Regions from separate parts of the Mus musculus genome. Here all the other regions are linked to region 2. The links are chromatin contacts, called in public Hi-C and promoter capture Hi-C maps. All regions are on one chromosome and are shown on one strand. Each heading gives the region's core, a stretch centred on a gene start, on an enhancer-like site or on the middle of the called end of the contact. The rest is flanking DNA. Distances are from core to core; before and after follow the strand shown.

Region 1 (2,700 bases), core at 29-2,528, 250 kb before region 2:
GTGCAGCTCCCAGATATTTTGTTTAATAACCTGCTTTTTCCTTCAACGTGGAAGGAATCGTACATCATAGAATGTCTTCAAAACATAACTATTTTATGTGTAATCTAGATGCTTAGGCTGTTTTAAATTCTGTTTTTGAGAAATGCTGCATTTATGACCATCATTCCAAGTTCTGCACACGCCCCTGAGTAGTCAGGCAGTGGAGTCCTGAAAGGGGGCCAGCCAATGGAAACAGAAGGGGACTGCCTCTTGTGGACAATCTGGGGCGGCTCGGCACCCTCTTCCCCAGAGGCCTCCCTTGTTGTCTTGCCAACCGTGTGTGCCCATCTTCATGCTGTGACCTAGGCTGGCATTGTGATGATTATGTTTTAATCTCTTCTCTGATTTGACAGGCAGGAACTGGGTGTTATTTGGGTATCCTTGATTACTGGCTAATCAGTCTGACATGCTTCATGCATGGTCGCAGTCCATTTAAATGCCCCTTGGAATCGCCTACCCAATGCTGGCTTGGTTTCTGCTTCTTTTTTTTCTTCTTCTTCTTCTTTCTTTTTTTTGGCTGGGGGCAGGAATTAAAGGGGTCTTGGAGGGTGAGTAATGTGGCCAAGGCATTGCTCCAAATAGAGATGAGAAAGAAAGACATCTGAGCAGCACCAGGTTCTGCTGTCCCTTGGCCACAGGGTTCCTAGCAGGTGTCGGTCTGAGAAAATGGCCCGAGGCTGGGGACACCCTCTCATAGCTATTTTAAAGTTAAACTCTTGAGGGAGTCTTCAGTGGGTCATTGAGGGGTTCTGCCTCTTTTCTCAACACCCCTCCTCCCCAGGATGCTGAGGAACAACCGTATCAGCTGTATCCACAACGACAGCTTCACCGGGCTGCGCAACGTGCGGCTCCTGTCTCTCTATGACAACCACATCACCACCATCTCCCCTGGAGCCTTTGACACTCTCCAGGCCCTGTCCACACTGTAAGTCTCAGTCTCTGAGGACAGGTGGGCTGGTGACTTAGGCTGGGGGAACCCTGCCTACTACCCCAGCGGCAGGAGGGACTTCTTGCCTTGAGGAGCATCTTCAGGGGAATCATGGGTCCTTCTGGTTCTTTCCGCCGCGGGTTCTTTCTCTGGTCCTAGAAGTTGGTCACTTAGGAGATTATAAGCTGTCTGGGGCTGTGAGGTCAGAAGAGGACTCTGCCAGGCTCACTGAGAATGGAAAGTGCCTTCATGACCACACACCCCGTCCCTTCCAGAAACCTCCTGGCCAACCCGTTCAACTGCAACTGCCATCTGTCATGGCTGGGCGACTGGCTCCGGAAGAGGAAGATTGTGACGGGGAACCCTCGCTGTCAGAACCCAGACTTCCTGCGGCAGATTCCTCTGCAGGATGTGGCCTTCCCTGACTTCAGGTGTGAGGAAGGTAACTTGTGGGCCATGCAGCAGGGACAGGATGGGGCTTGCCTGAGGGGCTGGGCAGGCAGCGCCCTAGGGAGCCCTGGGGAGGGAATAGGAGACACTCTCGCTTGTTGCTGACGCTGTGTAGTGGTATGTGTGCGTTCTCCCTTCTAGCAGGCTGTAGCCTCTCCTTCGGTTCTTGTAAGGGTCACACACACCCCGAGGTTCCTGTTGGAAGCAGACTTTTCCTGGGGTAGCATAGCAAGTGTGTCCCTCAGTTGTCCCTGCTCTGTAGTGTCTCAGCATGTCTGCTGTCACGGGAGCCTTTCTCAGGCTGATGTTAGCTCTCAAATTCCTCTGCCGCTGGATGCTGTGTTCGTGTGTCTCTAGTCTGCATGTGCGTGTTCCTCCTGCTGTTCCAGAGCACACCCCTGCTCTGAAATCACCTAGCCAGGCCATGTGGAGAGGAGGGAGACCAGAGAGTCCCAACTCTCACACCAAGAAAGACAGCTAAGGCTTTTTTCCAAAGAAAATCTATGTATTTTTCTAAGAACATTTTTATGCCCTACTTTTAAAATTAAAAAAAAAAAATCTCAAGCCAGACATGCGACCATGTAGGCTGAGACAGGAGATTTGAGAGTTCAAGGCCAGCCAGGGCTCAACAGTAGGAAAAAAAAAAAAAAAAGGAAGGAGGATGTATGGATGGATGGATAGATGGATGGATGGATGGATAGATGGATGGATGGATGGAAGGAAGGAAGGGTGGATGGATGGATGGATGGATGATGGATGGATGGATGGATGAATGGAAGGAAGGAAGGAAGGAAGGATGGATGGATGGATGGATGGATGGAAGGAAGGAAGGGTGGATGGATGGATGGATGGATGGATGGATGGATGAATGGAAGGAAGGAAGGAAGGAAGGAAGGAAGGAAGGAAGGAAGGATGGATGGATGGATGGATGGATGGATGGATGGATGGATGGATAGATGGATGAATGGAAGGAAGGAAGGATGGATGGATGGATGGATGGGTGGGTGGACAGAAACCACTGTGTGATTTTTATCTTCATCATACTGTTCACACACACACATTTTATGGTTTAATATCTGTTGTAGTTAATTCCTATTTTTAAGAATTGAAATACTGCATCTTGGTCTCTTGCCACTGACTGGCTTTTGAGAACTGACTGCTTTACTTACAGCAGTCTCTTTGGGGCTGGAATGTGGATCCGTTGGTAAAGTACTTGCCTTGCAAACACGAAGCCCTGACTTTCATCCCCAGAATACATGTTTTTAAAAAACAAGCCATGGTGG
Region 2 (2,700 bases), core at 62-2,561:
TCTCAAAAGAGGGGTCTGTCCCTGGATCTCAGATCTAAGGATTTACTGGTCATATGCATTTCTGAGCACATTTTCTGGCCAGAGTTAGCACCAGAGGATAGAGACTCCACAGCAAAAAAGATTGAGCTAACTTTGAGGAACTTAGAGCTGAATACAGGAAGCATCAATTAAAGCCATTCTGGAAAAAATAAAGAAATGTTTTTATAAGCTCAATTAAAGAACTCTAATAGTGTGAAATGGCTATCACGGTGTGTCAGAGTAGGGGCAGAGGCCAAGGATATCCTAAACAGGGGGAATGGCAGGCAGCATGTTCATCTCTGCTTTAGGGACCCTTGGCCTGTGTTAGGTGGAGAAACTATGCCCAAAGATACCCAGACTCAAATCTCTAGGATCTGTGAATTTGCTACATTATAGGACAAGGGTCTGAAGTTGTAGATAGATGTATTGAGGCTGCCATCAAGGGGCCCTTAGATGTCTTTTCCTGGACGATCCGGGCAGTTTAATGTATTCCCTCAGAAGTGGGAAAGGGGCTGGTGACATGGCTCAGGGTAAGGGTGCCTGCTGCCTAGTGTCTAGCCACTTTGATCAGTTTGATTTACCAGAACTCCATGGTGGAAGGAGAGAACAGACTCTGTCCACTCTGTGAACCGAACAACATGTGCATGCACATTCCCACACAAGCACACAAAATAAATAAACTAAGATTTTTTTTTTTTTTTTTAAAGTGGAGGAAGATGGAAGAAAGCCAAAGAGCTCTGATAGTGGAAGTGGAACAATCGTGTGTGGAAGGTTCTTGGCAGTGATAACATCTATCTATCAAAGATTATGCTTAACACCCATGTGCCCTTAGAGGGCCAGATCCAAGGAAATGCAGAAGGGTCACAGGAGGGCACCCAAGGGCAACGCCAAGACCCTAGGGCCAGGTGCTTCTCCTTCCCCTTCCTGCAGGCCTTCCCTATTCTTGGGGGCAGTGTCTCAAGGACAAGTCCCAAGGGACAAGGTGGTTGGGACAGCTGTGCTATGCCTCCCCACTTCAAGTCTGAGACTAGCTAGCCCTACAGTCTGTCTTCCCTCCCCCAGTTCCAGCACCTCAGACTGCTCTTGGGGGACATCGAGGTGGCTGCCTGCTTTCGGGACACACGTGGCACGAGCAGGGGTCGGCGCCGGGAGCTGGCGGCTGGTCGTGTGGACTTCTCACTTCCCCTCCCCAACCGCCGCGCGTGCAGGTGCCACGCGGAGCCCCGCAGGCGGGGCAGACCCTCTGGACACGCCCCCGTGCGAGTCCCCGCTGCCCGGCAGGAGGAAGCGCCAGAGTCGCCACTGTCCTGAGCACAGCTGGACTCTGCTTCTAACCCCGCGCCAGCGACGTCGCCTACCGCGGCTGTGGGCACCGGATACCGTGCTCCGGTGCCAGCCGGGGATGCGAGCTGCTCCCGGGACGGCATGGCAGCCTCAGGTGGGTAGCAGGCGCAGCGCTCTCCAGCTCCCGGCTCCTGGCTCGCGCGCCCCTGGTCCTTGAGGCTCTCTGACACCACCCTCCCAGTCTTGAGACCTGTCTCCCTACTTCTTTAGTCTTTAGTGAGGGGATTTTGTATTCTTTCCGGTCTTTTCTCCAGTCTCTGTCGCAAACTTCCCCTCTGAACTTTCTCACGTTTCCCCTAACCGGTCTGTGCACGATTCTGTCTTGCTCCTGCCTGGGGCTCGACCTATCCCAGTTTCTAAGTCTTCTTTTCTCCCTTCTAGCTGTAAGTTGCCAAGGGTCGCTTTCTCAGCTCTAACTCTGAGTACTCTGAGGACAGTTGATAGGAGGTGGAGGGCGGATTCTGTAAGAAGCCAGATGCTTCTCTTAGGGTCTTATCCAACCAATAGGGGGCGCTCAGGCAGTCTTAGGTGGTCCAGGGACAGCTTCAGAAGCCCCCTTTGTCCACCGCGATTGTATATCTTCTCTGGAATTTTGGTAAAAAACCGAGACCACACTCTAATTTTACTCTTACTCTGTTCTCTATGTAACTTATGTGCCCAGGGGTAATTGGAATTTGGTGGGCAAATCATCAAAAGGTGCCAGAAGTTTCTTCTGGTTGGTCTTGGGTTTCTTTCTAGCTCATGAGCATATGTACACTTGGCAAGTCCTTAGCTCGCTGAGGTTCAGGACAAACCATGTAAGGACAACGTTGAGAGACAGTTAGTGAGCAGCACCTATACACCTCAGTGGCTATAGGCGTAGTAGATTCTTGGTGAGAACCTTGTCGGTCTGGTCTCTGTTCACCACAGAGTTTTGGTGGTGTGAAAGAAAACAGTAACTAAATGAGGAATTGCTAGATGAGAAGAGAGAGTTGCCATGTTTTCGGTTTGGCTGACTTGTGTTTACCTAGCTCCAGCGTGATGCTTTGAGAGAGAATGAAAACCAGATGATAGCATCTCTTGAGAGAGATCGTGTAGCGTGGGCTGGGGGAAGTCAATGCTTGGGAGGGAAGGGAGCAGATGCTAAAGCCAACTGTCTCCAGATCTGCTAAGGTCTAGCCTTGGGTCATGGTACTTTGGAACGAAGGTAGAAAAGGCTTTGATAATACATGCTTATTATTATTATTGAAGGGGCTGGGAGGGTGGTTCATCAATGGCCTGCGGTTCCCTAGCCAGGCTCTATGGGATAAAGCAGCACTGTGGCTCAGGGTCCACTCACTGGACAAACTTTATTGAGTG
Region 3 (2,700 bases), core at 93-2,592, 190 kb before region 2:
CAGACATACTACGCTCCAGACATTACAGACATCAGCTTAAAAGTACTTTGAGAACTCAATGGCTTTTAAGACAATTTCTCAGAAAGAACAATTGGCTGGAGAGCCACCAACAGTGCTCCAGAACAGGACACAAAGAGAAAGAAATTTCACAGTGGAGGGGCTATCAGCTTTGACCCATGCAAGGCAGAAGCATCCCCACAGTAGCCCACCACCGAGCTCCCCGAGAATATCCGAGAATATCACCAGGAAACATTTCAGTCTCACCAGCTGCTCTGCATGAAAGCTAAATCCACACTGGGAAGCTAAGAGGGAGGGAGAGGCCAACACTAGGTTCAAGACAGGGCACAAACATGGCCTGCGGGGATGGCCAGGGGTCTCACGGTGGCTTTGGGCTTTTGGATGCACAACTTTTACCGACATGGAAAAGAGCCCAGATTCTGAGACAACATCTCACACACACACTCTTCTCAGCCCCTCTGGCTTATGGACCTTTAGGAGACTATTATTTGATGGCATGTGAAACACGACAGAACACAGACGGTAGCTTCATGTGTGTTGAACATGTATTGATACGTCTTCTGGCTTACTCTTCCATCTTTGACTCTGACCTCATGGCCAGGACATGTCTTTATAGAAAGGTTTACCACAGACAGCCTGTGTCACCTGCCTTTCCACCTCCCACTGGTGGCAGAGTTACAGTAAAGGACATGGGAGCTGCAAAGGAGACATCTGACTGGACCCCTACTCTGACAGTACAGTCCCTCAGAACCTTAGCTGCACCTGCACACTGGGACTGAATGGCAGTATGCTGAGAGTCTGCACAAAAGCAGGGTTCAAATAGTTTTGGCTTCTGTCTGCCTTTTTAAAAAGAAACTTTTTATTCTTTGTGAATTTCACACCATGCAACCCCAGTCCCACTCATCTCCCTGTCTCTTTGTATCTACCATCTATCCTTGCAACCTCCCCTTTCCCAAGAAAAAAACAACAACAACCACCTCATTGCAGAAGCTGCAGTGAGTCATAGTATATCCTACGGTAAACCCTTCTGTCCACACATCTTTACTTGCAAATGCTCACTGCAGTGAGTCATTGGTCTGGTTCAAGACCTCTGTCTTCTGCTATTCTATGGATACTCTATCCTCACTATGGCTCCTCTCGGGTACCCTGTTGACTGTGTCATGGAGATCCTGCAGCTTTGGATCTGCAAGGCTGACCCCTTCACATGCTCCAGTAGTTCCTAGGGTGGGCCAACTCAAAGCCCTGAATCTGGGCCTGGGTGGCAGCCGTGTTGGTCAGCTCACCAGCTCTCCCTCACCCACACCACCAGGGTGAGCTTTGTGGCACTGCTCCAGCTGGCTCAGTCAATGCCTCAACTGGCAAGGCTGCCTCTGCCTCTGCCTCTGATGTGCTTGGCAAAAGCAGTCAAGGTTCTTGCTTGCTTCTCAGTGCGACCTGAAACTTTCTGTCTAGCTGAGACTAACCTTGAGCTCTACTCCTTCTCCAGCTTCCGTTGTCCCAGTGTTAAGATTACAGGTGTGTGCCCTCACAGGCAGCTTAACTTTTTTGGGGGGGGTTGTTTGTTTGTTTTGTTTTTTGAGACAGGGTTTCTCTGTATAGTCCTGGCTATCCTGGAACTCACTCTGTAGACCAGGCTGGCCTCGAACTCAGAAATCCACCTGCCTCTGCCTCCCAAGTGCTGGGATTAAAGGCGTGCACCACCACTGCCCGGCTTAGACTTTTAATTACGTTTATATCATGTATATATATCTCATGTGCACATGTGCCACAGCATACAGGGAGAAGTCAGAGGTCAGATTTTGTGAGCATGTGGGTCTCCGGGATTAAGCTCAGGCCGTCAGGCTTGGTGGCAAACACTTAGATACACTGACCATCCTGTCAGCCCCTGAATTTCTGAAAATATTTTGGTGTGTAATTCTTTACAGAATCATACCATCACTTAACACGCGTCTCTCTCTCCACTTGGCCTTTATTTCTCTGAGAATCAGTATTTACCCCCATCAGGACACAGAAGATGGAAGACAGTAGCTGCTGGAGATGGCAAATGATGTGTTCTTAGTAGATGTTTCAAAGCTCCGAATGTGACCTGTTTTGTAGGCAATTTGGATCCATAGGCAGAAACCTGGCAGTAAGTAGTGACCTTGGGGCTGAGAGACTGCACATTAACACTAACCTTTGCCCAGCTATCATTAAATAGCTAACTTTACAACTACAGCCATAAAGCTACTTTTGGCTGTGACTCCAAATTACTACTTACCACCCCCCCAAAGGTTTTAAAGAGAAATCTAATTTAGATGATTTTAATTTCTTACCATTCAGCTATTTAATGTTTAGAGTTAACCTCAACTTCCTGGTACTTAATTATATTGTTGCATTTTTCATGTTTGGCTTTAAAAAATGGTGTCAGTCTGATTTAAATTGGCTAAAGATCTACCTTTGCTTAGCAGTACTCAAGTTTCCCTGCATCTTTAACGGAGCCCAAATACAGCGCTTGCACTAACTTTGGTTACCCCTAGGCAACTGCTAATTGAACAGAGCAGAGATTCTGTCTTGTAGAGAATTTCCTCACTCTGACTCTGAAAAAGCATGACATTTTAGATCCGTAATTAGTCTGTGTCATATAGATTATTGACACCTGACTAAATAGGATCTTTACAAGAAATATATCGCAGACTTTGCAGT
Region 4 (2,700 bases), core at 43-2,542, 140 kb before region 2:
GCATGTCTCTCTGTTGTCCGTCACTGATACACTGGTAGAAACTTTGAAATGAAAAAAGGAAGAAAAAAGGAGCAGTTACTCCTTTTATTTTCTCTGTTTAAAATCAAAGAGGAAACAAACAACTCTGTTATACACTAACGGTCTTCAAAGTACATCATTTGTACAAGAGAAGGACTAAGAACCAAACTGTTTACAGAGATCCAAGCACGAGGGAGAGAGGGCGAGCACGCCCTCACACGGCTTTCCGATGGTACTCAGGAGGGGCCACTTCATAATCACTGGCACTGAACAAGGTTGCAGAATTCTTCGCCAGGTACTTGAGAAAATCATGTAGATAGTTCAGTAATAAAGCAAGGCTTTTCTCATCTAGAGGCGTGTAGGCCAACATCGCTCCAATTCGCACAAATAATCTCAGCAAATGTGGCGCTCCGTACACCTGGGACATGGGCGCATCCGGGTGGTCGGTGAGGATTTCAGCGTACTGTGGTCTCTCAAACTTGTAGAGAAGCTGAGTGCCCAACATGACATTGAAGTACTCCTTTATGCCTGCCACCACCTCATTAACAGCATACTCTTTATTATCTGTATTTCCTCGAGACTTCTTATAATTTGCATAATCCTCCAAAATGGAATCCACATTCTTCTTGGCAGGAAGATAAAAAAGCTGCTTTTGTCTGGTGATCAAGTCCCAGTCATCCACAAGCCAGGGTTTCAGCTCTTCAGGGATCTTCACTTTAACTTCAACTCTGTTCATGAAGGTTTCTTCATTTTCAACGGTAGGATCTACCCGGGCTCTCTTCTTCCTAGGAGGCTGAGGTGTCTCACTGGTACTGCCACCATCTCCATTTCCAGGTGTTTTCTGCTTGTTCTTTTTTGTTTTCACTTCGACATTTTTCTGTTGCAGGCCGGATGTCTTCTTCCCCGGAGCAGCCCCTCTCATCTTGCCCTCTGCATATTGTTCCTGATTGGCCTTTTGAAGTTCTCGCTGTTTCTGCAAATTGGTGTCCACGTATTTGAGTACTCTGCTTTCTGGCACCCATTCATCCCAATTTTTATTCCAGCCACTGTAATGGATGAAGTATTTCACTTGTTTGTCCTTTATGGCAACCTTTACACACTTTGCTTCATAGAGAAGAGGCCCATGAAAGCACAGCACTCGCTCGCCCTCCTGGAATTTCGGCTTAGGGTCCTGCTTGGGCGCCATTTATAAGTGATTCGCCGCCTCCTCCTTCTCCCACCACCCCCGACTACCGCCCCCTACTCTCTACCCCACCCAACTCTGTATGTAGACTCTTAATTGTCTTAGTAATACCAGTCCCCGAGGATCCAATGTCCTTTTTGGCCTCCAAAGGCAGTGCATACACATGGTACACAGACAGAGGTAGGCAAATTACACATACAATTAAAATTAAAATTAAAAGGCAGACTTCAGAAACAGTACTATCTTGCTAAACTGATAATAAAAATAATATTGTAATTAAAATGTCTTTGCTCTACTTCCTATAAACCTCTAATCTGCAATACAGTAGCTACTGAAGTTCGTATTGTAATTAGAGTTAATTTTTATATTATTTTTAAACTGTAACTTTTTGATTTATCATTAGAAAGCAATTATTTTTCAATTTTATTTCTTGACATCAAATTATTCTAAAGGTATTAACAAAATTAAATTACCCACTAATCAAACAGCTGATTGTTATTTACCTAATGTAATTAGTTACTGTGTCCTCTTGCTCTTTCAAACATTAGAAAAGAAGAAAGGCGTGAGTTAGGAGCTGTAGAGGTAGAGAGGCAGCGGTGGTGGTGCAATCATCGGGATTAATGGCCAAATACTATCTATTTTTGACCCTGGAGACTATAGAGTCTCAGTAACAGTTAACCTCTGTTCCTTTAAGTAAATCTCAAAACAGTCTCCAACTCCAATTCCTCTTATTTTCCAGAAAGGAATTCTCATCTTTACAGTAAGACTGAAAGCATTTGAGTCTCTTAGAAGGTATTAAATAACCAAAAAATCCAGCAGGTTTGGTAGTTCTTACATGAAAGATCTATTATATAAAATTATAACAAATTTTAAACTCTCATAGTAAGTCAAATTTTATTTTTGAGACAGGGTTTCTATAAATAGCCCAGGATAATATCCTTAGGTCCTCTTATCTCAGTCTCCAGACTGCAATGGTTACAACTGTGTACCACCATGCCATGGCTGTCCTCAATTTCCAAAAAGGAAAAATGTAAACACAGCAAGAAAGGGGAAAATGAACCAACGCTTGGGGGAATAGTAATTCAAAACTAACAAAGATCAAAATCTGAACTAGGTCAACTGAGAAAGAAATTCAGTAATACATAATCATTAGGAAAAAAAATTACAGAATGAAAAACAGAGTGGCCCTGAACTCTGAAGGCAGAGTGCAGGCAGATCTGTAGGTGAGGCCAGAAGGAACTGCAGGACAGCCAGGGCTACCCAGAGAAACTCTTGTCTCAAAACAAAAAAACAAAAACAAACAAACAAAAAAGCAGGGGGGGGCGGTTCAGAGGAATGCTTGCTGGATATGATGCAAGATTACAGCCAGCATTCAAGAGGCTACACGAGTGGAATGTCCAAGTTCAGAGCTATGCTACAGAGCAAGTTTCACACCCAGACTAGGCTACTGACTAAAGTCCTGTATTAGGGGAGGGGTGTAGAAACTCTGACAAAAATAA
Region 5 (2,700 bases), core at 150-2,649, 230 kb before region 2:
AGCAACCTGTGGCGTTTGAACGAGGCTTGCAAGTAAGAATGTGTGTGCACGTGGTCTTTGCTTAGCTGAAAATGAGAGTGAAAACAAAAGTGGATGGGCTGCCAGGTCAGGCAGTTCAGGGCTTAGACCCAGAGGCTGCTCTTTGCCGCTGTGTGGCCCCAGGGAAATTACATATTCTACGAGATGCTCAATTCCACGTCTTCAAATTTCACGAAGAAGCTTGCATGTGGGATTAATGACAGCACTGGATGTGTAACGGCAGAAGCAGAGGCCATTTCTGGTCAGGGGTAGATGCTGGCTACCCTCTCCCCAGTGCCTGTGGAGGCTCTTGAATATAGAGCTTCTGGCCTTGGCAGCATGGTTTCGAACCTAAATCTCCCCCTTCCTTTGCTCTAAGCTGGTTACTCAGTCTCCCCAAGTCTGTCTTCGTGACGAGGCACAGCAAGGGTTTAAAATGGAGCTTGGGGGTGACCTGGGACCTGCGTCCTCAGTGACATAAAAGCTTCCGAAACTGGAATGCCTGCTTTTCTCTGTTGCCTGTCCCAGGGCCATTGGTGCCAACCCCCTGTACTGCGACTGCCGCCTCCGGTGGCTCTCCAGTTGGGTGAAGACTGGCTACAAGGAACCTGGCATTGCCCGCTGTGCTGGACCCCCAGAGATGGAGGGCAAACTGTTACTCACCACACCTGCCAAGAAGTTTGAATGCCAAGGTGAGCCCAGGGGCATGAGAGAAGGGGTGGTGGGTGCCAGGGACCCCAGGATTTGCCTAGCCCCGGTGGGGTCTTCCAGAAACTCCCGGGTCCTTGGGTCCCGCTGCTAGGTGAGTCAGATGATATACTTGAGACTCTTCTGATTAGAATGGCTGTCTTCCATCTTGATGTCCGACATACAAACAGCTAGGCGGAAAATCCCAGGCCTTGAAGGCTTAGATTCTTCCCTGTGGTTATGTAAGAAAAATCAAAACAGCAGTTTTGAAGCTCCCAGGCTCCTGGCAATACAGGCACCCAGACTTCCCTGAAGGTAAGCACTGTGCCGGACAAACAGCTGAAGCCCCCTCTGTCCCTGGTGGGACTGAGAGACCAGCTGGTGCTTTCTGGACATTTGTAGCACAGAGAATCAGGGTGTGACCGGTGGCCCGTGCTGAGGATCTCTGCCTCCAGCATCTACAAATACTTGTTCAGGGACTGATTGACAGACTGGTTGGCAGATCAGGCTCCCCCGAGGCCCTACAGAACCCTGTGAAGCAAAGACAGGTGGCGGAGTGGCTGCCTGGGCTCAGCTTTGTTTGCAGGGGGAGTTAGGGGAGGACCCTAGGGACCCCAGGGCATGGCCCTTGCCCTCTGCAAGCTCAGAGACTGCCATCGGAAATGAAACTGACAGCTGTAGGTTAATGAGGTGGCCCAGGCCACCCTGTGTGCAGGAAGCTGTCACAGCTGTAATAGTTCCAAGGGCCCACAATGTGGCAGCTCCTAGGAGCAAGCCGATCTATGCTAATAGGTGCATGGCATTTGCTAGTTGGCAGAGTGGAGCTGAGTTGTATTTTTTTTTATGTACTTTTAAACCGAAATATGACAACAGAAAGGTACACAGACATGAGGGAAGGGCCGATGCATGATCACTGAGTTCACTCACGTACCAGTACTGGGCTAAGAAACCGACGACACATCTGTGCCTGGAAATCCCGCCAGCAGCCTCTGTCCTGTGGAAAACATTTTTTTTTTGTTTTGTCTTGGTTTTGTTTTTGCTTTCCCACTCAAGCGCATGTCTTGATATGTTACTGATATGTTACCTCTTCTAGAAGGAGCCTTCAGCAGGGAGCCTGAGTTGAGTGGCCAGGTTTTCCTATTCATTCTTACAAAACGTTTGTGTCCCTCATGGTTGGCACCCAGGTACCATTGCTGCTAGGCTACCCTATTCTCGCCAGTGATTGAGGTCTGGAGGAGAGCCTGTGTAGCTTAGAGGTAACAGAAGATTCTCTTCTCTTTAGACTCCAAGAGAAAGAACCTCAAGGCATGTAGATCCACCCCCCTATAGGCTCCCTGCAGAGCCAAGCCCGGGCTCACAGTGCCCTCTCTGCTGAGCAGGCTGCAGGCTGGAGTGTCTGCTTCTGAGGGTGTGAAAGGCAGAATCAGGGACAGTGAACAGTCATGGTTTTGCTACTCTCTGCCTCTTAGGGTGACCCTACCACTGTGTACAGTTTCCACCTTCTGAGCCCTGCCTACCTGTTCATACGGTTCTCACAGCTGTATGTGAGTCAGGGGCTTCCAGTGACCCTTTAGTAAAGTGGGCTCTGCAGCTGGAAAGCTGGACTGGGCTGGGAGATATAGCACAACCGTCACAGACTGGCAGTGAGGCATGTCTCCTGGGAGGGTATGCCTCCATAGGACCGGACCTCTCAGGGTAGTGCCTCATGCCTACACACGTGCCCTTCCTCTGCTAATGTTCTCCCTGCTTCCACAGGTCCCCCCAGCCTGGCAGTTCAGGCCAAGTGTGATCCCTGCTTGTCCAGCCCATGCCAGAACCAGGGCACCTGCCACAATGACCCTCTTGAGGTATACAGGTGTACCTGCCCCAGTGGCTACAAGGTGAGTGGAGGCTGCAGCTGGAGGGACAGAGTTCTCTCTGCTGCGAGGCATCCCTGGCACGGCTGGGTCTGTTGTTTTCCTCCCTGCCTCAGAACAGATGTGTGAGTGGACCTAT

What was found. Promoter capture Hi-C pulls out the DNA fragments that hold promoters and counts their contacts. Hi-C and Micro-C count contacts between places; a contact is called where the count stands out from the background.
Region 1: a promoter capture Hi-C map of pre-B cells shows a contact between it and region 2, with 4 times the contacts expected there. The contact joins the enhancer-like site here to the promoter of Pik3ap1 in region 2. A contact is called at or near these places in 6 of 39 promoter capture datasets (the 3T3-L1 cell line, cranial neural crest, embryonic stem cells and 2 more), 1 of 484 Hi-C or Micro-C datasets (large pre-B cells) and 2 of 115 datasets of contacts at active chromatin or transcription factors (large pre-B cells and pancreatic cancer cells).
Region 3: a Hi-C map of liver shows a contact between it and region 2, with 2.3 times the contacts expected there. The contact joins the enhancer-like site here to the promoter of Pik3ap1 in region 2. A contact is called at or near these places in 2 of 39 promoter capture datasets (frontonasal cranial neural crest and liver), 1 of 15 datasets of contacts at CTCF or cohesin (the NIH/3T3 cell line), 2 of 484 Hi-C or Micro-C datasets (both in liver), 1 of 115 datasets of contacts at active chromatin or transcription factors (pancreatic cancer cells) and 2 of 9 other capture datasets (adipose tissue and embryonic stem cells).
Region 4: a promoter capture Hi-C map of liver shows a contact between it and region 2, with 4 times the contacts expected there. The contact joins the promoter of Morf4l1b here to the promoter of Pik3ap1 in region 2. A contact is called at or near these places in 4 of 39 promoter capture datasets (the SN4741 cell line, cranial neural crest, frontonasal cranial neural crest and 1 more) and 1 of 115 datasets of contacts at active chromatin or transcription factors (microglia).
Region 5: a promoter capture Hi-C map of pre-B cells shows a contact between it and region 2, with 3 times the contacts expected there. The contact joins the enhancer-like site here to the promoter of Pik3ap1 in region 2. A contact is called at or near these places in 9 of 39 promoter capture datasets (the C10 cell line, cranial neural crest, embryonic stem cells and 3 more), 1 of 484 Hi-C or Micro-C datasets (pre-B cells) and 2 of 115 datasets of contacts at active chromatin or transcription factors (embryonic stem cells and pro-B cells).

What each region holds. Positions count from the first base shown.
Region 1 is chr19:41,632,864-41,635,563 of GRCm38.p6, reverse strand. Slit1 (slit guidance ligand 1) reads left to right here. Exons shown (of 37, transcript NM_015748.3): 19 at 821-964; 20 at 1,243-1,409. Among named protein-coding and RNA genes, the nearest start is that of Gm52407, 30 kb to the right of the region's middle. Within about 2 kb of position 1,278, at least 21 of the 459 cell types and tissues checked have an H3K27ac peak or open chromatin away from gene starts, as enhancers often do. A contact at or near this core is called in pre-B cells, where this site is marked.
Region 2 is chr19:41,383,713-41,386,412 of GRCm38.p6, reverse strand. It overlaps Pik3ap1 (phosphoinositide-3-kinase adaptor protein 1), which reads left to right and starts at 1,311. Exons shown (of 17, transcript NM_031376.4): 1 at 1,311-1,456. The coding sequence starts at 1,444.
Region 3 is chr19:41,578,118-41,580,817 of GRCm38.p6, reverse strand. All of the region lies in intron 7 of Lcor (ligand dependent nuclear receptor corepressor), which reads right to left. Among named protein-coding and RNA genes, the nearest start is that of Mir8091, 9.2 kb to the left of the region's middle. Within about 2 kb of position 1,342, at least 18 of the 459 cell types and tissues checked have an H3K27ac peak or open chromatin away from gene starts, as enhancers often do. A contact at or near this core is called in liver and pancreatic cancer cells, where this site is marked.
Region 4 is chr19:41,523,844-41,526,543 of GRCm38.p6, reverse strand. Morf4l1b (mortality factor 4 like 1B) reads right to left here and starts at 1,292. Exons shown (of 1, transcript NM_001326287.1): 1 at 1-1,292. The coding sequence starts at 1,204. The coding sequence ends at 233. The region is part of intron 2 of Lcor (ligand dependent nuclear receptor corepressor); the gene reads right to left.
Region 5 is chr19:41,614,675-41,617,374 of GRCm38.p6, reverse strand. Slit1 (slit guidance ligand 1) reads left to right here. Exons shown (of 37, transcript NM_015748.3): 26 at 547-710; 27 at 2,461-2,585. Among named protein-coding and RNA genes, the nearest start is that of Gm52407, 12 kb to the right of the region's middle. Within about 2 kb of position 1,399, at least 44 of the 459 cell types and tissues checked have an H3K27ac peak or open chromatin away from gene starts, as enhancers often do. A contact at or near this core is called in pre-B cells and pro-B cells, where this site is marked.